2 separate regions of the Zea mays genome follow, and region 2 is linked to region 1. The links are chromatin contacts, called in public Hi-C maps. All regions are on one chromosome and are shown on one strand. Each heading gives the region's core, a stretch centred on a gene start, on an enhancer-like site or on the middle of the called end of the contact. The rest is flanking DNA. Distances are from core to core; before and after follow the strand shown.

Evidence for each region. Hi-C and Micro-C count contacts between places; a contact is called where the count stands out from the background.
Region 2: a contact with region 1 is called in a Hi-C map of ear, with 1.9 times the contacts expected there. The contact joins the promoter of LOC100284376 here to the promoter of LOC100273721 in region 1. A contact is called at or near these places in 5 of 25 Hi-C or Micro-C datasets (bundle sheath, ear, leaf mesophyll and 1 more).

Annotation. Positions count from the first base shown.
Region 1 is chr1:305,519,485-305,525,858 of Zm-B73-REFERENCE-NAM-5.0, reverse strand. It overlaps LOC100273721, which reads right to left and starts at 4,195. Exons shown (of 7, transcript NM_001148131.1): 1 at 3,895-4,195; 2 at 3,422-3,794; 3 at 3,150-3,303; 4 at 2,605-2,649; 5 at 792-951; 6 at 1-219. The coding sequence starts at 4,149. LOC103644327 (a long non-coding RNA gene) reads left to right here and starts at 4,319. Exons shown (of 12, transcript XR_004855684.1): 1 at 4,319-6,242.
Region 2 is chr1:305,706,467-305,712,160 of Zm-B73-REFERENCE-NAM-5.0, reverse strand. It overlaps LOC100284376 (gda-1), which reads left to right and starts at 3,753. Exons shown (of 6, transcript NM_001371987.1): 1 at 3,753-3,893; 2 at 4,275-4,917; 3 at 5,050-5,150. The coding sequence starts at 4,287.

The DNA of each region.
Region 1 (6,374 bases), core at 2,946-5,445:
TGTTTTTTTCTGTTGCATTCCAGCAACACCCATGACAGCGGATGAATGGAAATCCTTATGCACTCTCTTGGGTTTCCATAAATCATCTTTGTCTTCCCAAAGTATAACGCCATGGTCGCTTCCTCCAGTTACAAAGCATACATCAGACCAGGGCATGAAACTTATGTCGTTTATGATGCCTTTTGTGTGAGGCTTCTCGGGTAGGAAAGTAACTTTCCTCTGTTTCAGTCCAGCGGAAAAATTGTGGAACACCATTTAGTAATATTTCAAGAAAGTAGATTATCTGTTACTCGCAAAAATAAGGCACATATAAGTATAGCCAAAAAGTAGGGATGATGGGATCAATTCTTTCAAGGTTTTACATCACGTAACAACATATTGCACTAAGGCATTGACGCCTACACGCTACACAGTTGAACAGTTTAACGGCTGTGAAGACAATCACTGATGAAAACAATTTTGGGAGAACCAAACTGAGTTATGACTGGTCAATTAGAGGGGGACCACCTCAGACACCAACATTATTGCCAACAACATGATAAAACAAAAGAAAAGGAACAAAGTCTAACTATGGTTTGCCCAAATTAAGTTAATACATAACAGGAATAACTAAAACAACAACCTCTCAAAATTCCTCCGTCTAACTATTATTCCCTTCAAGATACTAATCATATGAAATCATATATGCAGAATTTGATAATTTAGTCATGTTATAATACTGAAGCTCACTGAATCTAGATAGCCATGTAGCTAGATGTAAAGGGCTGCACAAGTTTAGACAGAGTTCTTACTTGTCCTGATATAAGGTTTGTCATTGAAACCTGAGAATCACCATTATCAGCAGTGTATACAGCAAAAATTGTCTCACCATCTGGATGCCAAGCTATATCTTCAGGCCATCTATGCTTTGGGGAAAAGAAATCCGTTTTGCCACGAAATGAGAGAGAAGGTCTGCAAGTATAATAATTTACATTGTCAAATTGTGCTAAAAATGAAAAAATGCATGTGCAACAATTTTACCTTTTTCACTAACACAAATTGTGTCTGCAGGAGTGTGCTTCCACAAACATAAATGATAAAATTTAAAGTCAACCATGTACTCAGACAATAAACACATCTATCATGGAGAACTACATTCTTTTTAGTGCCTGACTGCCTGCACTACTGACGTACAAACTTAACATTGACATGCTAAATAACATGTGGCAGCATCGTAGCACTTCTTCCTTTAAAAAGTAATGACATGAAACATGGGTATACCCATGCACATAATAAATTAAAAGGCATACATTTCCTAAAGGCTGTACCTATACTAAAACCTTATCCATTTCCAGAACCATTTTCCATGTGACTTAAGCAAGCTTAATGTCGTGTTCCCAGTCCATGACGCCATGACAAGGTAATCCACTGGAAAGCTGGCCAGGTGGAGTAGGCTGCTTGAGATCAGAAGAATACAGTCGGGGAACTATATTGGTTGATACTTTCCTACCTCCTCATGAATACATGGTTCCTTCAAATAGCCTCACGAGTCACGACTAACAGATATTCCTAATGCAACTAATCACTAAGAAAGCAACTAACCTAGCAGATTAAGATCAAGCTGTTGCTGCATGACTTGGATGGGACATCCATGCTGCTTGGCTCACATGTTGGGCCTAGCCAGTCCCATGATTGCTAACTACTCTACAAGATTCAGAAGGTTAAGGTTATCTGATGTTAAATGTGTATTAAGATTAACCATCATGTGAGCGCCCATACCAAGTTCGCCTTCATTAAAACAATACACTAAAATTTTACTAACATGTACTGAAGAAGTTGTCGACCATAATGATATCCCCCAAGTGTTGGGCTGTTGGCACATCCCTTTTGGCTACTAACTGCACTGAACTTTAAAAAAAATAAACCGACTAAAGGTTTCAAAGTTAAAATCCTGCTGGGGGTACCAGCGGACAAGAAAAGTGCTGAATTTTGAGTTGTACCATAGCATCACAACATTTTGGTTGTGCAAGAAGACAGACAAGAAAAGAGCTAATGAAAGAAAATCTCAACAAAGTGCGATAAGAGAGACAAGAGAAACAAAAGAAAGCAGATTGAGTTGATTTTTATAATTCTGTGCGAATGAACTTGGCAAGGTAAGACATACTAAGGTGGGCACTTCAGTCTTAACTGAAAAATTGATATCAACCTCGTGTATGCATTTATTATCTCCTTAGTGTCAATACATGATCATTTTGAGAGTGAGGCTTCAAGTATAAAGCATTGCCTAAGGCTCCTGTTGGCATAAATCTACAAAACCAATGCAATATCTGTCAAGCAAAACTCTCATTAACTACTGCTGAGTCACTCGTTAAGGCTTATAGAAAGTATGAATTTAAGTTTCAGGATAGATATAAGTTTTTCTTTCTTCCATCATCATGTAAGCATAACCACTTAAGCTGAGATCATTTGCAAGTAGCATAGGGCGTACACTTCACCTAGTTCATATCTCACTACAACTTTACAGAAACTAGCAACATATCTCTTAAATATGATTGAAAAGATAAGTAAAAAAGCAGGAAATGAAAAGGAAAATATGTTGACAATTCATAGTAACATTATGCATACCCTCTAGTCTCCACTTGCCATAAAGTAACCAATCCGTCCAGCGCACTGCATCACAAGAAAGCATAAGATTAAAGTTTTGGAAATTAAACAAACTTATCAAATCATGTTTAATTTAAATCGCTTTTGTCACATGCAATTTGAGATAAACAAGCAAACAAAAATTCATTCATTTGACTAAGCACGTATATTGGAACAGTGATTGCGAACTTAGTCCGTCATCCCAGTTTACAAATATAAACCAGCAGCCTATAGCGCTGCTCACAAAATTTTGTCTAAGGAAGAAGTACAAGCAAATAGTCGACTTAGAAGTAATCTTGCTTTATGAGCGGTGCTTGTAGACTGCCATTACATAACTTTTTTTTATGTATTTATGCAGGCACCCAAAAATTCTGGAGGTGGAGAAATGATTTCAATGACGCCAAAGCTGAACACTACCAAGTACACATTTGTGCTCCTCAATGTGCATGACATGCTCTTTTTTTCCTTACAGTTGGTACATTCATGGTGCCTATTTACTAGTATTAGTTATATCCCATAAATCGTACCTGGTAACAACAAGCTGATCATTAGCAGGGCATAGCTCAAGACACCTAAGCTTCCTCCTGTGTTGGCTCGAGACCAAATTTCCGCCTTGAAATCTAAGCACAGTCGCAGATGATTTCCCAACACTCGGAATCAAGTTCTGATGCTCCTTCTGTTCTGCAAAACCAGATAAGCACAGCTGAGGGATGCATAGCACATCAAACATCAATAATGATCAAACCACGGTCAAGACAACTACTACTCAGGGGATCTTGAGTAAATATTCAGTAAGTACCCATCTTTATCTTGGGCTTCTTCTCCTCTTTCCTTGACCGCTCTGGTGGCGCCGGTGATGAAGACGATGACGGGGCGGCGGCCCTCTTCAACCCAGGCATGGGCTCAGGGCGCGGGGTCGGTCGGTTGCTGGTCCCAGGGATGACAAGCTGCGGCCTCGCCGACGGCTGCGGCGCGGGCGAAGGAGCCTTCTGGATTAGCGGCTGCGGCGATGGCTTGAGATCCCTCTGGATCGGCGGCGGGGATGGCTTGTGTTCCCTCTGGATTGGCGGCGTCGGTGGCTTGGGTTCCGACCGAGTTGGCGGCGGCTTGCGATCTCGGAACCTGGCGAGCCTCGAGTGCGCCTCCTCCAGCTTCATCTCCGCGGTGTCCAGCTGCGGCGACCATCGGGAGTTTATTTGAGTTGCCCAACCAAGATCGATCTTTATCATCATCGATTCATCGTCATGTCATAAAGGGGAGGTGAGGGCGTACGAGAGACTGGTAGTGGAGCAACTTGAGCTTGCAGCGCTCGACGTCGCGCTCGCGGTGCGCGATCAGGGCGATGACCGCCTCCTCCGCGATGTCATCCTCCTCCTCCACGTCGTCACCCGGCGCCGCCCCTATGGCGGCGGTGGCGCCTGGTGTGCGTACGGGCGCGGCGCCATTGGAGGACGGGCGGGGGCAGTAGGTGGAGTCGTCGTCGGCCTTCTCGAGCTTGGGCCTCTTGAGCGTCGGCGGGTCGCCCATGTTGAACGCGGCGGCGGACGGTTCGAGGACAGGACAAGGGATTGGGTGCAGCGAAGAGGGCGGTCCTAAGATTTTAGCACCCGGGACAAGATTTAAAATATAGATTTTTTTAATTATTTTTATATATACGTTATCCATATATATAGACCCAGAAATATTTAAATCACATAATAAATAGATAGATAATTAGATATATATTATAATATTATCTTTAAAATGTCCTCTAACATGTTTAAATACCATCGAGCTATATATACATTCTAGTTGTCAACTGTTCAACATTTGGTCCCTAAACTATTAGACTATACATTAAAGTCTGGTTGATATAAGTATATATTTAGGGTCAAGCCCTATGAACTCAGGGCCTGGGCAGTCGCCTCTCTGCCCCACCCTCAGGGCCGCCACTACAGCGAAGCGATGAAGCCAGGCCTCCCGCCCGTGTCCTCGCGTGTCGTTGTGGGTGTATCCGCCTATTCGAGTTGTTTGTTTGCCATGTGATCGTGTCGCGCCGGCGGCGCCGCTAGACCTAAGTATGGCCACATGACTCGACTAACCTAACCCTACTCATCTAGGGGAAAAAACCCGACCAATACGACGGACTAACACGGGTTGGGTATAGGCCATGATTTTTTACCTCAAATGTAGCACCTAAAATCTTATTTGGGATTTATAAAAGTTTATACAAAGGATTAAAAACATAATAATTAAAAGCCCTTCAATCTAATTGCCAAAGTGAAGCAATTTCTCTCATGAACTATGAAATTAGAAATGCTTTAAAAACAATTAAAGTAAAGTAACTCTTGTTTATATATTAGCCTCTACTAAAGAAAATGAGTAATAAATATTGAATATTTAAATGGGTTTCTAATTAGAGTAGTGATGTTTGAAATCTCTACTACACCTTAAGAACGCAGTGAGGGCGTCCACAGAGCATACCGTGCCCCCGCCCTCCGCCAATCTCGCAGCTGTCACCAGCGCCCGCCCCATCCATGGCGCCCAACGTATTCAACACCGGATCCCCCGCCAATCTCGCAGCCGTCACCAGCCCCGTCCCCGCAGCCGTCACCAACGCCCGCCCCATCCATGCCGCCCAACGAATTCAACCCCAGATCCCTCGGTATGGTGCCGGAGACCGCGCCCTTCCCACCTTCCCCACCGGATCCGGCATGGCAGATCCATGGCGCCCACCGGATCCCTCTCCCTTGCCCTCTTCAATACCGGATTGACCGCGCCATTCACCACCGCTCTCACCTACTATCGATGGCCCGTCCGCCATTATCGATGGCCCGCCCGCCTCGCTGGCTCCCCTCTCCCTCCTCTCTCGCTCCACCCCTCCCAACTGCCCCTAGCCTAACTCGGGCCACAGAGCGGCCGCCCCCTTCACCGGAGAGGTGGCATCCCACGTCGGACGCAGAGGTGCACCTGCGTCGGCGCCACGACACTTGACCCAGGTGAGGTCGCTGTCGATGCCACCATGTCTTCTTCATCTATCTACTAGCCTCATCTCGCCGGCGACGAGATCCACCGCACCGCCTTCCTTCCCGTATTCCCTCGCCGTCCCATTCTATAAGGATCTCCGCCGTCATCCCGGGATAGTTCTCCGAGATCAGCCCCATGTGGCCCGGTGCGCCCCGCTGCTCTGCTTGTGGGCGTCCACATTTGCTTCACCGTGCCCCGCCAGCCGTAGCTCCATGCGCAAGGAGAGGAACATGGGGACCTGATCCTGGACGATCGCAGGGACAGCATGGAGCTGTCGATTGTTGGATCGGATAGCAGGGTCTTGGGCGCCACCGTGGCGCACGAGCTTAGAGCGTGTGCATCCAACAGCAGGTGAGCGGCGGCGTGCACGGTAAGCCGCAGGGCAGCACGGGCCATGAGCACGAAATCTGCCTCCACGGTTTCGTGCCTGACTAGGTGGGGATTGGCTGCATAGAAGAAACACACATCAGATCAATATATGCTTAACGAGTGCTTGATTAAATGCTGGAACAAAACATCGTGTCCTAGGTGACAATGGTCTCTAAGTAAGGCGAGAATGGCCACCCATGGGAATCACTGGATCTGTTTGCGCTCGTCATCTGGTCCAGCACTAGGTCAGTTTTGTCTATACTTGATCTTGTTTGCTTTGCATATAAATTATCATACCATTTTTGTAGAATTGACGATTATCCCAGTTTGATTCAGGAAGCTAGGTATTAAGTGATGTGATGGGGTAGTTGCAAAGT
Region 2 (5,694 bases), core at 2,504-5,003, 190 kb before region 1:
ATAACGGCGGCCGAGAATTGGCGCTAGAAAAATGGCGGAAGCTGCCGAGAAAAGTACAGAGCCCGAAGGGCAAATAGGTATTAATTAGTGGTTTTTATCATGCTGTCATTTTTAATTCCAGACTCTGTTCGCGGTTTGTAATAGTAATATAGCCGTATCTTTTCTTCCCTCAGAACCTGTTGAGGCATCTCCGGGCCCCCACCCGAAGGGGGACGATGAATTTAGAAAAATGGCCGAAGCCATTATGGACAAGGTTGTCAACCAACTATTGGATGAAGCTGCAGAGATAGTGCTTAAAGAGGATTGAATGCTATTGTAGAAACATTTGAAACATAAAATGTGTAATATATTGTAACTTTAAATGTAATATATAATCTATTTATAGTTTAATTCTTTACGATGCATGAAACTTTGCATACATACCATTTTTTGAGCCTTCGGCGAAAAAACACCTTCCCTTCTTTTCATGCTTCGTGAAGAAAATCTTTTCTATATCACAAGGATTTGTTTGCTTCTCTGATGAAGAACATCCAAACTTCGTGAAATATTTTCCGAAGCTATAAAAAAGTTTTGTGTTGCCTCTCCAATGAGGCTACTCTTCGTCTCGATTCGTCTTGTGCCTTAGCACGATTTTCTCTTTTCCAAAATATGCTCTGAAGATCAACACTGTATCCCTTTCTTGTTTCAGATGCACTATGTTGTATGATGCTTATGTTATGCAAAATGATGTGATGATGTTATGTTATGCAAGATGATATTTGTGCCGTAGATATATATCCCTGTAATAAAGCACACACACTTTATATCAGCGCTGACTTTTCGCTGTAAGCCTCCCTTAGGAGCTTCTTCGCCTTTTACTTTCAGCGGAATCAGCGTTTATTTTTCGCTGTAAGCCTCCCTTAGGAGCTTCTTCGCCTTTTACTTTCAGCGGAATCAGCGTTTATTTTTCGCTGTAAGCCTCCCTTAGGAGCTTTTTCGCCTTTTACTTTCAGCGGAATCAGCGTTTATTTTTCGCTGTAGGTTTAGAAAACTTACACTGCGCTCCCTTAGGAACGACTTTTTACTGTATCGAACAATTTGTACTGTGTTCGTTAGATCAAATTTTTGGTAATAGAAAGGTCCTTCAAATCAGCATAAATTCGTATGCTTCGGCAACTCAAGCCTATAGAAAAAACATATTTCTATTATGATAAAAGACGAAAGTATTAAAAGGAATTGAAAATTCAATAAAAGACATTTAAATTCTTCATAATTGTTCCTTATTAACAAAAAGGTAATACTGTATGTAAAAAATGCGAAAGAACCGCTGTTGAAGTAGGATATTTGTCAATAAATGTGCTTCGACTCTGGCACAGTGCTGTTGACTGTGCGAGCTTCAGACTCCTCTCTGAAATCCCGCTGAAGATGACTGTGCTGACTCCCTTCTGGCTGCTGCCCTCGCTGGATCGGCGGTGGCGGTGGAGGCTGCTGCCAAGATGCTTGGGGTTGGCTCGCCGAAGCAACAGAAGCTGCAGAGTGGTTGCCTACGTATTCTGGAATATAAGGCGAGTGATACGAAGCAGTGTGCATGACCTGCTTCGGCTGACTTTGTTGCGCTGCTGCTTCTGCTATCTCCTTCTGTTTCTGGATGATAACATGGCACATCCTGGTGGTATGGCCCTTGTCTTCACCACAGAATAGGCAATAAATTTTTCTTGGCTGGTCTCCAAACCTTCCCCCGAAGCCCCTGGCGCCTCTGCCCCTTGGCGCTGGCGGCCGAAAAGAACTTTGCTGCTGGCCCGAAGCTTGTGAAGAGTATTGTGGCCTTTGCTGCTGACTCCCTCGATCATCAGTTTGAACAAAGTTATGAATTGACCTAACGTGCCTCGTGTGAAATCTTCCTCCGAAACCCCTGGTCATTTCAGAGAACCTGAATGCTTCCTCCCTTCTTTGACGGAAGTCATTGTCAGCTCGAATGTATTCATCCATCTTCTGGAGCAGTTTCTCCAATGTTTGCGGTGGCTTCCTGGCAAAATACTGCGCTGAAGGCCCCGGCCGAAGCCCTTTAATCATGGCCTCAATGACAATTTCATTGGGCACTGTTGGCGCTTGTGCCCTCAGACGCAGAAACCTTCGGACGTACGCCTGGAGGTATTCTTCGTGGTCCTGGGTACACTGAAATAAAGCTTGAGCAGTGACTGACTTCGTCTGAAACCCTTGGAAGCTAGTTATCAGCATATCCTTCAACTTCTGCCAAGAAGTGATTGTCCCTGGCCGAAGGGAAGAGTACCAGGTCTGAGCAACACTCTTGAAGGCCATGACAAAGGATTTTGCCATGACTGCAGTATTGCCACCATACGAAGATATGGTTGCCTCGTAGCTCATCAAGAATTGCTTCGGGTCTGTATGACCGTCATACATGGGTAACTAGGGTGGCTTGTAAGACTGGGGTCATGGTGTAGCCTGCAATTCTGTTGAGAGGGGAGAAGCATCATCGAAAGCAAAGTTTCCATGATGGAAATCTTCATACCAGTCGTCCTCATTGTGGAAGCCTTCCTGATGGAGCTCTCTGCGTGGAGGCCTTCGGCTCTGATCATCTTGAACAAGATGGCGAACCTCTTCAGAAGCTTCGTCTATCTGTCTCTGAAGATCGGCTAGACGAGTCATCTTCTCCTTCTTGCGCTGCACCTGTTGTTGAAGGATCTCCAGATTTTGGATTTCTTGATCCAAGTCATCCTCCGGAGGTGTTGGACTAACGACTTTCCTCTTCTGGCTTCGGACCTCTCTAAGAGAAAGGACGTCCTGATTGGGATCCAGCGGCTGTAAAGTACCAGCCCCTGTTGCTGAAACTTTTTTCGGCGGCATGACGAAGGTGATGCTTGCCGAAGGTGTTCAAGGCTCAGAAAATGGAAGTGAGTTCACCGGAGGTGGGCGCCAATGTTGGTGACTTGTTCTCAAATGCTTCGGATCAAGAACAAGGCAACATGAAATGTTAAATATCAAAAGCCCTTCGTCCTCTTAATCATTATTTCCCTTCGGATATAATAATTAGGAGGGCGAAGGTCATGAAAGACGTACCTTCATAATTATAGTAAAGAATGAAGAATATTCAAACAAAAATACAGAAGGTAATATGATTTCAGTAAACATTATTATTATTAATATACTTCTATTTATATTACTTATGTAGACAAAAATAAATTACAAATGTACCTTCGGCTTGAAGGAGAGAAAATACAATTGTGGCGCAAAAGTGAATGCCAAGTCAGCGTGAACAGTACGGGGATACTGTTCACCTATTTATAGGCACGGGTCGCAGCCCTTGCAAAATTACATTAATGCCCTTTACGTTTATCAATAACTCTATGATAATTCTTCGAGGTCTAATCTGGTTTTTCATCTTTAAGTCGGTTTCCTTTTCCGCCGTTATCCCGAAGCTCTTCTACACAGCTTCGGCTCTGCGCCAACCTTCGTGTTCTTTGTGCTTCTTCATACTGTGGCTCTGATCCGAGTCCGAAGATACCTGTTAATGTACTTAACTCTAGAAACATTGTTAAATCATGTTTTTGAGTCTTCGGAAGCCGAAGGGCCCTAACAGTATGAGAATGGGGTTTATCTGAATAGATCTCTGAACATGGATTTAGAGAGAGCAGAGGTTTCCGTCAAAATTCTAAAAGGACATATGAATTGGGCGTCATCAAATCTCGAAATTTCTGGGCCTCTCTCCTCCAGCCTGCATACCCAACCCTTTTGATAAAGAAACGGGCCTACACGGGACACCTGCCTCCTCCCCTTCTCCCATCTCTCCCCGACTCCCCCTCTCCCTCTCGTGGCCACGACTGCCGCCGCTGCCGCCCTACGCCAGGTGTCCAGGTCATCTCCGGCCCATTCGCCGGCGACGAGCACCCCACTAGGTACGCCCACCGCATGCTCTTAACCTTGGTCTTCACCCTCAGCTTCATTTCCAGCTGCGCGAAACCGAGCACCTAAACCCTAACTTACCATCGGTATTCGGATCCGATCTAATCACAAGTGTATGTGCATGTATTGTGCCTTCTACTCGCTCCGATTGCTCTTGAAAAATCATCGGGTGTACATGTCTACGCCCGTGCCCTTCACCGAGTCCAGCTCGGCCGGGGGATCTGTTCTCAAGATGCGAAAAGAGCGTCTTTTCCCCCCTATGATCCATCCATCCCCTTGTAGTATAAGCCTATAGGAATAGGATCTTGTCATCTCTTCACTGACCTCAGGCGTGTTAATCTCGGTTCTTTCTTTCTCTTGCGACGGGGTACCAGATCGACCGAGCTATGGACGGCCTGTGGCATCTGGGGGACGAGCTCCGCGGGCAGCCCAAGGTGGTGGAGGACCGCCAGTGGTCGCTCATGACATCCAAGCTGGCAGAGATCACCAGGTCCAGGGGCGAGAGGACGAACGACCTCGACTACGCCAGGATGAACGCCGCCCCCGACGCCAAGCAGTGGGGCAAGGCGGCGTCCTACCAGCACCACGACGAGGGCAGGATGGACCACCACGTCGGCCTCAGCCTCAAGATGAACGATCTCAAGATGAACGAGGCCGCCGCTGCCGCAGTCATGAAGCTCCCCTTCCGCGGCGTGCCCTACAACGTCAACCCGATGTACCCCAAGGGGAGCAACGCCAACGCCAATGTCAACGCGTTCAAGATGAATGTCGGGGTGAACAAGTACTCCAGCAGCACGAACGGGAAAGACTCCGGCGGGAAAAGCGGTGGCGGCAGCAACAACAACAGCGGCGGCGGAGGCAACGGCAATGGGACCGCCAACGGCAGTTCCGCAGTTGACAAGCGCTTCAAGACGTTGCCGACGAGCGAGATGCTGCCGAAGAACGAAGTCCTTGGTGGGTACATCTTTGTCTGCAACAACGATACCATGCAGGAGGACCTCAAGAGGCAGCTTTTTGGTATGTCTTTTTTTTTGGATCTTGCCATATCCCTTGAGGAATCAAATGGTAACTGTTCTGGAAAATCAGTTTTGATCCTAGCGTATATACTAATTTGGTAATGGTGCCTTAAGATCTGTTGCTCTTCTGCAGGATTGCCAGCACGATATCGTGATTCAGTCCGGGCAATTACTCCTGGCCTGCCTCTTTTCCTCTATAACTACACCACTCACCAGCTTCATGGGGTATTTGAGGTGTGTGATTATCTGATTTCCTCATTCCTGCGAAGCCTCTCTGAAATTGTTAAACAGTTGTTTGTTCGTCATATGTAAGATAGGCTGAGCTAAAAATTGTGCCCGTGACAAGATAGTCTGATCTCCTTATTCCTGCAATGCCTCTTTGATTCATCCATTCTTACCAATGGTTTGGTGACATTTTAAAAAAAGGAACATCCAGCTACTACAGCAAATGCATCACAGAGGCGTGGTTTGATTGCATTGTAGGTGGATGACTTGCAGTCTTTTAATGGTTGGGTTTTAGCCTGTATCCAATCCTTTGTATTGTTTTGCGCACTGTTGGTGTACTGGTCAAAACTGTTAAGGTATTATTTTGCAGTTCGGTGTAGGTGTGCTATGTATACGTCTATATCTATGCTTTTTGTTGCTACCCCTTCCTGTTAGACCACTGATTCACCATTTTAGTTAATAAAACGTCTTAACAGTCTTACTTTGATTCCGCAAATTTGTTGAAGTTTTTAATTCCAATCACACTTTTGGTACATATTTAAGAAACTCTTAT